2 separate regions of the Oryctolagus cuniculus genome follow, and region 1 is linked to region 2. The links are chromatin contacts, called in public Micro-C maps. All regions are on one chromosome and are shown on one strand. Each heading gives the region's core, a stretch centred on a gene start, on an enhancer-like site or on the middle of the called end of the contact. The rest is flanking DNA. Distances are from core to core; before and after follow the strand shown.

What was found. A called contact is a pair of places that touch in the nucleus more often than the background predicts.
Region 1: a contact with region 2 is called in a Micro-C map of ear pinna, with 11 times the contacts expected there. The contact joins the promoter of MAGI1 here to the enhancer-like site in region 2. A contact is called at or near these places in 3 of 6 Hi-C or Micro-C datasets (ear pinna, liver and an unstated tissue).

The regions. Positions count from the first base shown.
Region 1 is chr10:83,539,740-83,546,255 of mOryCun1.1, reverse strand. MAGI1 (membrane associated guanylate kinase, WW and PDZ domain containing 1) reads right to left here and starts at 2,215. Exons shown (of 23, transcript XM_070050626.1): 1 at 1,343-2,215. The coding sequence starts at 1,652.
Region 2 is chr10:83,433,197-83,439,867 of mOryCun1.1, reverse strand. No RefSeq gene overlaps it. Among named protein-coding and RNA genes, the nearest start is that of SLC25A26, 92 kb to the right of the region's middle. Within about 2 kb of position 2,762, at least 1 of the 8 cell types and tissues checked has an H3K27ac peak or open chromatin away from gene starts, as enhancers often do.

The DNA of each region.
Region 1 (6,516 bases), core at 966-3,465, 110 kb before region 2:
TTTCCAAGGCTGAGTGACAGCCTCTCGGCTCTCAAAGCGACCAAAAGGCCAAGCTGTTTCCCCTGCCCCCTCCCCCATTTCATCTGGAACAAGTCTGTTTCCAAGAGGGGACCAGCCCAGCCCAGCCCAGCCCAGGCTCCTTTCCTGTGACACATTCCTCCAGCTGCCGCCTGTCCTTATGGAAACATATGGGAACTTTTCACCACGTTCAGCCCCACCACCTCCTTCCGTGCCTTCCTGGGGAGACTCTGCAGTCACGGCACTTGATGGCTCCAGGCACCCTTCAAAGGGCCCCAGTCACCTGTGTTGGGCACATTCAGGGACAGGGAAGGGCCCTACCACCAACAGCAGCCCACTGTACACACTTGCTGTGGGGTGGGGGAATGTGCTTCCTACCCCTCCCTCACCAATCACCTCTCCCCAAACTCCTTGGTCCTCAGTCTTCTGGTTCTGCAGTGAGCTTCAAACCCTCCCTTCTGGTCCCTGCGTCACCCTGGACAAGTCACTTAACCAGTATCAGTGCCGGTTTCCTTATCTGCAGTATGAGCTTTATAGGAGCAACTCAGAACTGTGAATCAGAGTGGGACACTGCAGGTCAAGCATTGCACCCGGAGCCGGACAGGGAGTAAGCTACACACGTAGAGCAGCCCCGCACTCCTGTCATCCGTAGTGCCCTCGGCGGACTTGGCAGCAGGGTAAACACAGACTGGACCGGAGCTCAGGGCGCAGCGTCCCTCCCCCACGGCAGCCCAAGCCTGTGGTGCGGCCACACCGTGGAGACAGCACGCGTCATCAGCGGAGAGGTGGTGAATGCAGCTTCCAAGGCGGCCAGCCTAGGGACCGCAGGGCGCTCACCGCCCGCCCACCTGGAGTTTCTGGCGAAGGGAGGCCCACATTCCCATGGGAGATCCAACATAACCATAACCATAACCATAACCATAACCCTGGCCGGCAGACCCACTCGCCAGGTCTGGACACTGAGTGTTGGCAAACGCCCGCGGGCAGCGGCGCGCTCTGCATGGAAGCCCCGGAGGGCCCGGGGAGCGCCCACCTTCAGTCCGGCGTGGGGGCAGAGGCGGGGAGGCTTCGCCGCTCCTGGGCGCTGGGTAACAGCTCCGCAAGCCCGGGCTGGGGCAACGTCTCCCCGCTGCCCTGCGCAGACCCAGCGCCCCCTTCCCAACGCAGGTGGGCCAACAACCCGCACCGTCGCCACAACTTTTCACCCTCACAGGGCGTGCGGCCTCGACTGCTCCCCCTCGGCGGCGCTCGGGAAGAGAAAGGCGGGAAAGCCAAGGGGTAGGGGGCAGGGGGCGCCCCCAGCCAAGGGCGCGCCCCGTCTTACCTGGTCTGACGGCCTTGAAGGTGACGGCCTCCTTACAGCTGTCGAGAACTCCGAGCACGTCATAGCGGGGCAAGCCGGACACCCGGACCCCCTGCACCTCCAAAAGCAGCTCGCCTTCGCCCAGCCTCGGGCCCTCGCCGCCGCCGGGCAGCCCCGCCGCCTCGGCCGCCGCCGCTCCCACGTACGGAAACTCCCCGTTCTCGGCGCCCCCCAGCACCGTCACCCCCAGCTCGCCCTGGGGTCCACGTCTCACGGTGCACTCGTGAACCCGGCTCGTCCAGTGGTTCTTCTTCTGAATCACTTTCGACATGATGCGTTACGACCCTCCTCCCCCACCCCACCCCCCCAAGGAAAAAAATAATAATAATGAGAAGTAAACCCGAAGACAGGTGCGCCCCCCACCAGCACGGCCGAAGCCTCCAGGGGTGCGCGGGCTTTCACGGGAGGCACATCTGTCCCCCCAAAGAGCCACACGGGAGCGGGAAACTTAGCAGGCTCGCTCCCCGCAAGCGCTCGCGCGCTCAAGCCATCACCCAACAAACTTTCCGGGCTTCCTCGCGAGCCCCGCACGCGCGCCCGCCAGCTTTGTTTGCATGCCGGTGCCTCCCGGGAGCACGTTCCGACGCCCGCCCGTGCGCTCCCGGGTCAGAGTCCACTCTGCGCCGCTTGGCTTTTTTTTTTTTTTTTTTCTCTCCCCCTTGCTTCCTTCCTTTCTTTCTTGCCTTTTGGAAATGTGCTGTGTCCTCTCTCTGCCTCCCGCCTGGCTCGCCTCTCCTCGCCGGCGGGCGGGCTGTTCCTGAAGACGAGGGAAGCCCTTCCAGCCAGTTGCTGGGAGCCCGGGAGACGCGGTTGCGGGGCGGGGGTGGAGGCGACCGGAGGGAAGTGCCCGCGGCCCCTTTAAGCAGATACAAAGGCTCGGCTTGTTTTGTTACAGTTCATTCTATTCCGCGCCGCGGAGCGCAGCGGCCGGCCAGGGGAGACGCGCGCGCATGCGCCCCGCGGCCGCCTGCCGGCCCGGACGCCCCACCCCTCCTCCCCAGAGGCAGCGATTCCAGCGTGCCGCCCGCTGGGTCCTAAAGCCGACCCCGCGGGCTGCCCTATCCCGAGTGCGCCGTCGCGTTCCTCTTTTTCTTTTCTTCCAAAGCTCCCGACGCCACAGGTCCCTTTGGGAGCTTAAGGGCCTCGCACAGGTTTCATTCCCACTGTCTGCAACTTCAAGAACTTGGGCATTTTAAAGCCATCGCAAACAGGTCGGGGTTGGGGAGGCTCGCACGCCCGCCCTCGCCCGGCCTGAGCCGCCCTCGGCCAGTGGCTGGCCAAGCTGTCGGTCACGCAGCTGGCCTGCCCGCGGCCACCTTGCCGCCTTGCCTCCTGGAACCTCCAGGACCTGTCCCCAGGCGCGCGTCTGCTGCCCGCCTGCCCTGCGCCCGCGGCGTCCTGCCGGTGTCCCTGTGTCCCAGGGGAGCTCCTGGACATTGCATTCCCCCGGGCCCATAACAGACATCCCGTTGCGGGTCACGCGTCCCCCTGCTCCAAAACACATGCGCGCGCGTAAAGTTAAAACTTGGGGGCCAACTTTTTGGGACGCAGAAAAAACTATAGATGAGGAGAGGGCAGCCAGAAAGCGTGGATGATCTTCAACCTAAGACCAGCGCGACGGACAACCCTAGAGCAGCTCACGGGGCGGCGATAAGGTGCACCGGCGCTCAGGGCTCAGGGCTCGGGGAACAGCTCGGAACCCGCAGCCCCGGGGTCGCAGCCGCACCGCGCTGGGTAGAGAGGCCGTCAGTCCCGGGGAGTCCTGTGCCGGAGCCTGGAAGTGGCCCTGGCCAAATGCGCCCCACTCCGGGCTGCGAGGTGTCTTCCCAGCAACTAATTTTTTCCTCGCTGATTTATAAGATGTTTGCTCATCTTTGGTCACAGAAAAGAGTCCAAGAAAGAAGGGAGATGACTTTTGAAGCGACTCGGATGGGCTGCTGCAACGGTGAAGGTGGACAGCTGGGCTCTGGGTTGAGGTTCCCCCTGGCGCACCTAGGTGTGACCTTTAGCGGGTACCCCGCGACCTCTCAGGGTCTACACTTCTGCACAGTTAAAGGGGTCCGTGTAACAGTACGTCACCGCGGTCTTGGGAGAATTCCATGGAGAACGCCTGTAGAGTGAATGCTAATGAAGTGGCGTTGAATAAAACTTTAACAGGATTGGGAGCCGCAGTATTAGTGTTTCGAAAAAGAAGTAGGAAATCATTTGGGATTTTGGATTAAGTGGTGATGATAATTCATCCTTTACTTTCTACAATTTGAGAACTAGGAGAATACATTTCGATGTACTTTTAAGCACGATTTGTAGGATGCTGAGCTAATAAAAATGAGATGAGCTGTTGGTACAGCGTTTTGACACCTGGCTTGGGTCTCCAACATCCCTATCACTGTGCCTGCATGGGGCCCCAACTCCGTTTCCAATTCTGCTTCCAGATTCCTGCTAATGTGCACCCTGGTAGGCTGTAGGTAATGGCTCAAGTACTTGGGTCTCTGCACCAGCTTCCTGGCTTCCCAGGCCCAAGTGAACCAGTCGCCAATTGGAGCTCTCTCTCCCTCACTCTCTCAAATAATTTTTTAAACTAAAAATGCTTCTCTCTTGGGATATCCAGATCTGAAAATGCCATTGCCTTGTATTTTCCATGACCCTTCTTGGTCAGAGGAACTTCATCTCAGCCTCAGTTTTGGAAACAATCTATCTCAATCCTGATGGATGAAAATTAGCAGGGACTTCAAAACATGGATTCCCAAACCCAATCCCAAATCCAGCCACTCTGAGGCCCGAGGATGAGCAATGCCATCTAGACATTGGAGGTCGTGCTTAGATGCTTATAAATTTAGTATCTCAATTCCTGAGCTTTTCCTTTTCTTAAAGTTCTTATAATTTGTTTATTCTTGAGAGAGAGATGAGGAAGGAGAGTTTCCCTCCTCTGGTTCACTTGCCCCAAGGCACACAATGGCCTAGGGTGGGCCATTCTGGGAACTTAATCCAGGTCCGTCACATGGGCGGCACACACCCAAGCATTTAGGCCATGATGGCTGCCTCACAGGGCAGCTGGACTCAGAAGCAGAGTTGAATCAGTGAAAGTTCTGCACCTATACAGGATGTGGGTGTTCCAATTAATGTCCTTTTTTTAAAGGTTTATTACACAGAGAGAAGAGAGGCAGAGAGAGAGACAGACAGAGGTCTTCCATCCACTGGTTCACTCCCCAATTGGCCGCACGGCCAAAGCTGCACCAATCCGAAGCCAGGAGCCAGGAGATTATTCTGGGTCTCCCACGGGGTGCAGGGGCCCAAGGACTTGGGCTTTCTTCTACTGCTTTCCCAGGCCATAGCAGAGAGCGGGATCGGAAGAGGAGCAGGCAGGTTTTGAACTGGTGCACACATGGGATGCTGGCGCTTCGGGCCAGGGCGTTAACCCGCTATGCCGAAGCACCGCCCTCCCCCCCAGTTAATGTCTTTTTTTTTTTTTTTTTTTTTTGAGAAGCAGAGTGAACAGTGAGAGAGTCAGAGAGAAAGGTCTTTCCTTTTGCTGTTGGTTCACCCTCCAATGGCTGCCGCAGCCAGCGTGCTGCCACCGGCACACCACGCTGATCCGAGGCCAGGAGCCAGGTGCTTCTCCTGGTCTTCCATGGGGTGCAGGGCCCAAGGACTTGGGCCATCCTCCAAAGCACTCCCGGGCCACAGCAGAGAGCTGGCCTGGAAGAGGGGCAACCAGGACAGAATCCAGCGCCCCGACCGGGACTAGAACCCGGTGTGCCGGCGCCTTAGGCGGAGGATTAGCCTATTGAGCCGGGCACTCCAGTTAATGTCTTAAACACTGAGCCAAACACCCACTCCCTAAACAGTTTTTGACGTCATGGTCTTTTAGATAAGAAGTCTGTTATCCACACCTCTCTCAGGCATGTATATTCCAAGAGGGCGGGGAGGGGGGGCTTAACGTTTTGTTTACTGCTTTAATCCCAGTGCCTAGAATCCCATCTGGTTCTTAGTGAATGTTCAAATGTTTGTCAAGTAAATCTTCCTAGGAAAATGTACATTTCTGGATCCCCTGTCAGAGAGGAGTTGCAGATTCCCCGTAAATCATCAGTAGCCTTGACCTGCTATGCTTTCCCACTTTGCTAGTAACCTGTTTGCCAAGAATTCTCCTGCCTACCACAAGTAGTGGTCCTGGCCTTCCCACTGGACTTTCACTCCCACCAGACACATCCAAGAGATGAGGTGAAACCAGGGGTCTGTGACTCCTCCCACGGAAGCAGTATCTTCCCTTTTTGGGATTCCAGTTGTGGCCTCAAGGGCTGAGAAGGGGAGAGGACTAGAAATTCAGCATGCCTCAGGGTCTAGATGTGGAATACCGCCCCCCCCTCCCACCCCAGAGAAGGAGTGCTTGAGGGCAGAATGGAGAGAAGAAGGGAGTGGCTTATCACAATCTGGGAAAACACAACAGCTGGAAGCTCCACAGGCTGCCAGTTTCTAGGCACCAAGGTTGGAATGTTCCCTCTGCTTCACCTGGGCTAGTTCCTGTGCCCTGCCCCAGACCGGAAGGAATCCTCAGTACCAAAAAATCATGCCCTGCATGGAGTATGCACATATCCAGTTGTTGAATGAACACATGAATGGATGAAGTATGACATTAAGTTGTAGAAGTGACTTTGAACCCAAACCTAAAACCAATGAATTTGATTATTTTCTTAAAAGAACTTAGAGATGCTTTATTTTTAAGTAGATTTTTTTTCTCAGGTAGTCGTAAAGCAGGATTCTAGTATTCTGTTGTTCATGCTATGAATTTGGCTGTATAATAATAGGCATTATGGCACAGCAGGTTAAGCTGCTGCTTGGAATACCAGCCTCTGATATTGGAGTGCATGGCTCAAGTCCAGCTACTCTGCTTCCATTCCAGCTGCTTCCTGATGCACATTCTGAGAGGCTGCAAACTATGGCTCAAGTGCCTGGGTCCCTGCCACCCACATGAGAGACTCAGATGGAGTTCCTGGCTCATGGTTCAGCCTAGCCCAGCTTAAGCAGTTGCAGACATGGCAATGGACTGGTGGATGGAAGATCTTCGTCTTTCTGTCTGTCTCTCTCCATCTTTCTATCTTTGAGATAAATAAACTGTTTTTTTTTTATAGATGTATTTA
Region 2 (6,671 bases), core at 1,513-4,012:
ACATAGTCCCTACATTGACTGGAGGCCCCTTGTACCATTGTCAAAATTCCCTCCCGATCATGTTATTGATGACCAATCGAAAGAGGGCCCCTGTCATTGCAGACCAACCCAGAACTTGGACTCTAGCTAAGCATGCACCTCTCAGGCCCAACCTCAATGGATTAGAACCCTCACCCATTAGGTGCCGCACCCTTGTGTTGGCTCTTTTGTTTTATCTCCGAGCAAGCCATACAGGATAAAGGATTGCAAAATCAGGTCTTTAGATGGGTTTTGTCTCTGTCTTGTAACTGAATGTCAATGTGATTGTCAAGTTTTTTTTTTTTTCCCCAAAATTGTGCTAAAAATCCCCAGTGCTTTGGGGCCCTTCAGGTTTTTCCTCACTTGGAAGCCCGCTCCATGCCACCTGGCTGGAGGTCTCTGACTCTAATAACTCTCGCTTTTCCATCTCTCTGCTTGCCCACTTAGAAACTCTTCTTCCATGTGAGAGAGACAACCGGGGTAATAACAATCTCTTCGCCAATGCTTCACCTGTAACAGAACCAGCAGATGGAAGATCTGTCTCCTCTTTGTCTCTCTGCCTTTCCAATAAATATAAATAAACAATTCTTAAAAAAAAAAAAAAAAAAAAAAAAAGCCCTCACTCCCCCACCTCTCTGGGAGAGTGAGGGCTTTTTATCCTGATAGCAGGATAGACAGGATTACCAATCCCACTCCTCTGATTTTTTTTTTTTTTAATTTTTTGACAGGCAGAGTGGACAGTGAGAGAGAGAGAGAGAGAGAGAGAGAGAAAGGTCTTCCTTTTCCGTTGGTTCACCCCTCAATGGCCGCTGCGGCTGGCGCACCACACTGATCCGAATCCAGGAGCCAGGTGCTTCTCCAGGTCTCCCATGTGGGTGCAGGGCCCAAGCACTTGGGCCATCCTCCACTGCACTGCTGGGCCACAGCAGAGAGCTGGCCTGGAAGAGGAGCAACCGGGACAGAATCGGGCACCCCGAATGGGACTAGAACCCGGTGTGCCGGCGCCGCTAGGCGGAGGATTAGCCTATTGAGCTACAGCGGCGCCGGCCTGATTGGTTGTTAATCCAGCCCTCTCTTTGGTTATTAGCTGCTATTCTGCCTCTCCACTGATTGATTAAATCTAAGTTCCCACTTTTGTACATAAAAATAGCCAGGCTTCCCAGAGCAGTTCTTCCCTTAGAGCCCCACTCCTGACTGCTGTAGCAAGAGGTTTCTCACTTAAAATCTTGCTTTGGTCACTATCCACATGGATATTCTTCAACTGAGATCACCTTTGTCATCCCGTAACACTGGTTCTGCTTCCCATTCCAGCCTCCTACCAATGTGTACTGGGAGGTGACAGGTGATAGCACAAGTATTTGAGTCCTTGCCACTCATTTGGGAGAACTGGATTGAATTTCAAGCTCCTGGCTTCAGCCTGGCACAGTTCTGATTGTTGTGCACAACTGGGGAGTGAATCAGTGATGCAAGCTTGCTTGCTCTCTCTCATCTGTCTCTGTTCTCTGCTTTTCAAACAAATAAAACATATACAGAAAAGTTTGAAAAGTAAATATTGCATGTGATCCCATAAAATATATACATTTATAGCCTTTCATTTTTCCCTACAATGATCAAAGCTATATATCCCCAATATTTACATTATATATATTGAGTATGTTCAGTATATATATTTGGAGTAGAGAAATATATGGGTATTTCCCAAAGTTTGTGGAAAATTTGATTAAAAGATTAGTTTATTTTGATGCCAGAATACTTGAAGTTCATGCACATAAGGAAGCAATAAAAAATATCATCCTTCACGTCTGAGACCCCTTTTTACACATCACACTCTGGAGCAATCACTCGTGATTTGAAAATATGTCTATTCTTATTTCTCTATGATTTAAAAAAATCCTGGAGCAGAAATGTAGCCTGGTTGTTAAAGTGCTGGTTAAGATGTGCATCCTACATGGGAGTATCTGGGTTCAGGGCAGTGCTCTGGCTCCTAACTCTCGCACCCTGGGAGGAAGCAGATGATAATAGCTCTAGGCATGGGGCTCCTGCCACCCGTATGGGAACCCTGGATTGAGTCCCCAGCTGCTAACTGTGGCATGTATTTGGGGAGTGAACCGGTAGACGGGAGTGAACTCTCTCTCTTTCCCTCTGGGTGTCTCTCTCTGTTTCTTCATCTCTCAATTAATAAAATTTTTTAAACACTTGAGATCCTACTGTATAAACATTTGCAATCTGTTATTTTCATTTAACAATCAATCATAAGCGTTTTTACTTGGCTGACAAAATTCTCCTATTCTCGTGGATTTCAGTGTTTTACCCACAAGGAGTCCCTCCTTCCCTGTCACTGATTATGGGATCTGCCAAGGGAAAATCAAGGTGTGAAGTCGTCAATTAAAATATTTCCAAATGCCCGTTCTGAGTGGGAGGGTATATACTCACGTGTGCCTTGTGCCTTGGGAGTGAGCTGGGCAAGAATGCTGGGCGGTCAGCGTAGGGAAAGAGAGGGAGCTGGACAGAAGGGGACAGAGAGGAGGCTTGGGACAGAGAGGTTCACGGTCATGAACCAGATGGGCAGATCCCTGATAATGGAACTGGGTTCCTTGGAACCCACCCATTAATCTTGGGCTCCCTCTGCTGGCACTGCGGAGAACACTCACGCACCAATAACCTGAACAGACCTGAGTCCATTGAAATCGCGTGAGATAGAGTCACCGTTTCTGTGATTTCTCTAAGATCAAACTGTACATCCACATTGGTGGGTTGACAGGCTGTGCTTATTGAGTTGAAACAGATTGGAAGCCTTGCCTGTGCCGCCTACCCTCCTCCCCTGCCCCAGGGGAGTGAAATACTGGACGTCTCAGCTTGCTTTTGCAAGACTCTTGGCATTCTCTGCCAGACCGAGGGTGAGCTTGTGTCTTAACTGTGTCTTGTTGCAATTTTCCTCTCCTGTCTCACCTGTGCCACCCCACCCCACCCCAGAGCCCCACCGTTTGCTGGTGCCATTTGTGAACAAAAGCGAAATGGTGAAACTTGCCTTGGCTTTGTAAAACAGACTTCCATGGGCTTCTCTAATTATACAGCCTCTTATTTCCCCATTTGTGCTTAATTCAAAGCTGTAAAAAGCTTTTCAAAATAGGTGCGCACTCTGCTTGACAGTTGTGAGAAAACAACAACCCCAATAAAGAGAAAGCAACTCACATTTGCCATTTCCTTTTCCATAATTTATGATTTAGTTCCCCCACCCCCACCCCGGCCCCCATCAGGAGAGAAGAATTTCTTTGGGAATGATTTTCTTTTAATAGCACCATCTGAAGCAGCAAACATCTCTTCTGCCGTCGCCAGAAATCCTTGCCTCCCAAACAGTGGCTGAAGATTGAATTAAGGTTTGGAGGGAGGCTGCCTGAGTCCCATAAATAAACAATGAGGGCTCTGGCCATTTCATTACAGAACTTAAATAAGCAGTGCAGATGGTGGGCTGCAGCGTTACACATGCATAACCTACTTAAGACTGGACGTTAGAGGGTCAGGAGCGTTCATGTACTCCTCGTGCCATTTATTTACTCTACTTGGGTTACTTCTTTGACACCAAGCTGTGGGTCAGGCAAATTACTGCAGGCAGTAATGCAGACAGATGAGAGGATAAGGGCATTGCTGAGTGATGCGAGGACAAATACTAAAGGAGCTTAAGGATTTATGGCCCTGAGCTTAACCTCAGAGATGTTGCTGTTGATCCTTCTCATGCAGTTGCAAAGGAGCAAAAAATATTAAATCCGTTTAAGTACACTCAGAAAGGTGATTAATTCATTAGCTGATTAGCTCATGTAACTGAGAAGTTCTGAGCTTTAGGGAGATGTGGTTCTAGATACTCTGGGAGGGTGATCAGGTGTACTCTATTCCTTCTTGCCTCTCTCCCTCCCTCTCCTTTCTTTTTAAGTTTTGTTTACTTGCTTGAATGGGGGGGGGGAGGTGGGGGAGCACGAGTGAGCAACCTTCCATCCACTGGTTCTCGTCCCACAACAACCAAATCTGTGCCAGGCCAAAGCTGGCAGCCCAGAATCCCATCCAGATCTCCCACATCGATGGCAGGGACTAAGTTACTTGAGCCACCACCTGCTCCCTTCCCTAATGCACAGTAGCTGGAAGCTGAATCAGAAGCAAGGTGGGGACTCGCACCCAGGTCCTCCAGTGATGGATGCAGGTGTCCCGAGTGGTGTCATAACTCTGAGCCAAATGACTAACCAAGATGTGTGGGTTTTTTGGAACCACAGGTTCTGTGTAGAGTCAAGAACCTGTCCTGTGGGTTGCAGTGCTGGGGGGTGGGGCGGGGCAATGGAGATGGCACCTGCAAAAGAGCTGTGTCAGGAGAATGGCTCCACAAAGGAAAGTCTACATACTGTTAGTGAAGAAGGGGACGTGATGCCAAGAAGCAGAAAGGGGGTGGCTGGTTCTTCAGCCAAAGCAGCTGAGAAAGGTGTATTTGTGAGACCCTTCCACTGAGGTCAGGTGACGCACAGGATGGCCCCTGTGGAAACACTCGAGAATGTTCTCTCAAGTCTGTTCCCCTGCAGGTATTTTCATTTCCCAGTTACATTTATAGCAGGCTGAGCTCGCAAGTGTTCTTCGAAAGCAAAAACAGTATTACAGGTACCCACCTTTTATTTCTCCACTGGTACTGCTCAATGCTGCCAGGTTTACATTTCCCATTTTCTCCTCTGAGAGAGCAAAGTCTTATTGTACAACAACTTCAAAAAATTCACAGAAAATTCATATTATGAAGAAACTATGAGAGCAGGCATTTGGCACAGTGGCCAAGACATCCCTTGGAATATGTCCATCCCATATCAGAGTGCCTGGTTCAAGTCCTGGTCCTCTGCTTCTGATCCAGCTTCCCACTAACATGTGGCCTGGGAGGCAGCAGACAATGGATCATGTCCTCTGGTCCCTGCCAGCCATGTGGACTGTCTTCCAGGCTCCTGTTTTGGCCTGGCCCAGTCCTGGCTGTTGTAGCAGATGGAAGACATCTGTCTGTCTATGTATCTATCTATCCATCTATCAATCCATTTATCATCTATCTATTACCTATCTTTTTCTGCCTTTCCAGTAAAGTGAAAATAAATAAAAATATTTTTTAAGGTGACAAAACCTTTCATTTAAAAAGAGAGGAAGTTATGCATGGGTTTCAAAGTTTTTTGCACCTGCACAAGTGTATCTTTTAATTCTATTTCTACATACTTTTGGAAACATCTCCCTACCACATCCCTCATTCTGTTGAATTCAACTAAATGTATGGCAGCCCTTCTAGGAATCCCTGTGATGAAAGGGTCAAGTGAATGTCAGAGGCACAATTGGACTAACAGATTCCAGGCTATGTAGCCCCTGTCGCGAGTTGAGAATGATTTCCTTTAATCTGTGCTTTGGTCCATTTCCTTGTGGTCCGTGTGGTGGTGCCACCATCTCTCAGGAATTTCTTACTAGTCTACAGCCTAACACGAAGAGAAGCTGTTGTTGCTTTTCAATATAGAAATAGCACACACATCCAGAAGTCCAGTTCCAAGGGAGACAGATGCATTGTATCCTTGTCAACTTCCTGCTTGTCATACTGTACTGTAGTTTTGAAAGATGTTACCATTGGGGAAACTGGGAGAAGGTTACACAGAATCCTTCTGTATATGTTTTTTAAACTGGAAATATACCTACAAACATTTTATGATAATTATTTTAAAATAGCAGAAAAAAAAAATAGAATAAATAGTAGTAAGAGGGTTGGTGTTGTGGAGCAGGAGCAGTGGGTTAAACCACCACCTGCAATGCCAGCATCCCATGTGAGTACCGGTTCAAGTCCTGGCTGCTCCAGTTCCAATCCAGCTCTTTGAAAATGTGCTTGGGAAGATGACAGATGATGGCCCTGGTACTTGGGCCTCTGTCACCCATGTGGGAGATCTTGATGGGGTTCCAGGCTCCTGGCTTCAGCCTGGCCCAGCCCCCTGTTGTTGCAGCCATTTGGGGGAGTGAACCTGTGGATGAAAGAGCTCTCTCTCTCTCTAACTCTGCCTTTCAAATAATAATAATAAAAAAAGATAGGGCTGGCATTATGATAATGATGTCCTGTGTCATTTTTAAGAGATGTGCTTATTTATTTATTTGAAAATCAGAGTGGTAGAGGGGCAGAGAAAGAGAGGAAGAGAGATTGAGATCTTATATCTGCTGATTTACTTCCGAAGTGGCCACAATAGCCCTGGCTGGGCCAGGCTGAAGCCAGGAGCCAGAAACTACGTCTGGGTTTCCCACATGGGTGGCAGCGGCTGAAGTACTTGAGCTGTCTTCCCCTATCTTCTTTAGGAGAATTAGCAGGAAGCTGAATCAGAAGTGGAGTGGCTGGGTCTCCAGCTGTCACTCTGATAAGGAATGCCTGTGTTCTCAAGAGGTAGCTTAATCTGTACACCATGATGCAGCTCCCCACCTACCCTCCTGGGCCCACCATGTAATCATTTTTTTTAAAACATTTCTATTTATTTATTTACTTGAAATTCAGAGAAAATGAGAGAGGGAGAGGGGGAGGAAGGAGGAGATGGAGAGGGAGAGGGTGAGAGAGAGAGAGAGAGAGAGAGAGATGGACAGAGATCTCTCATAGCATCTGCCCGTTCACTCCCCAAATGCCT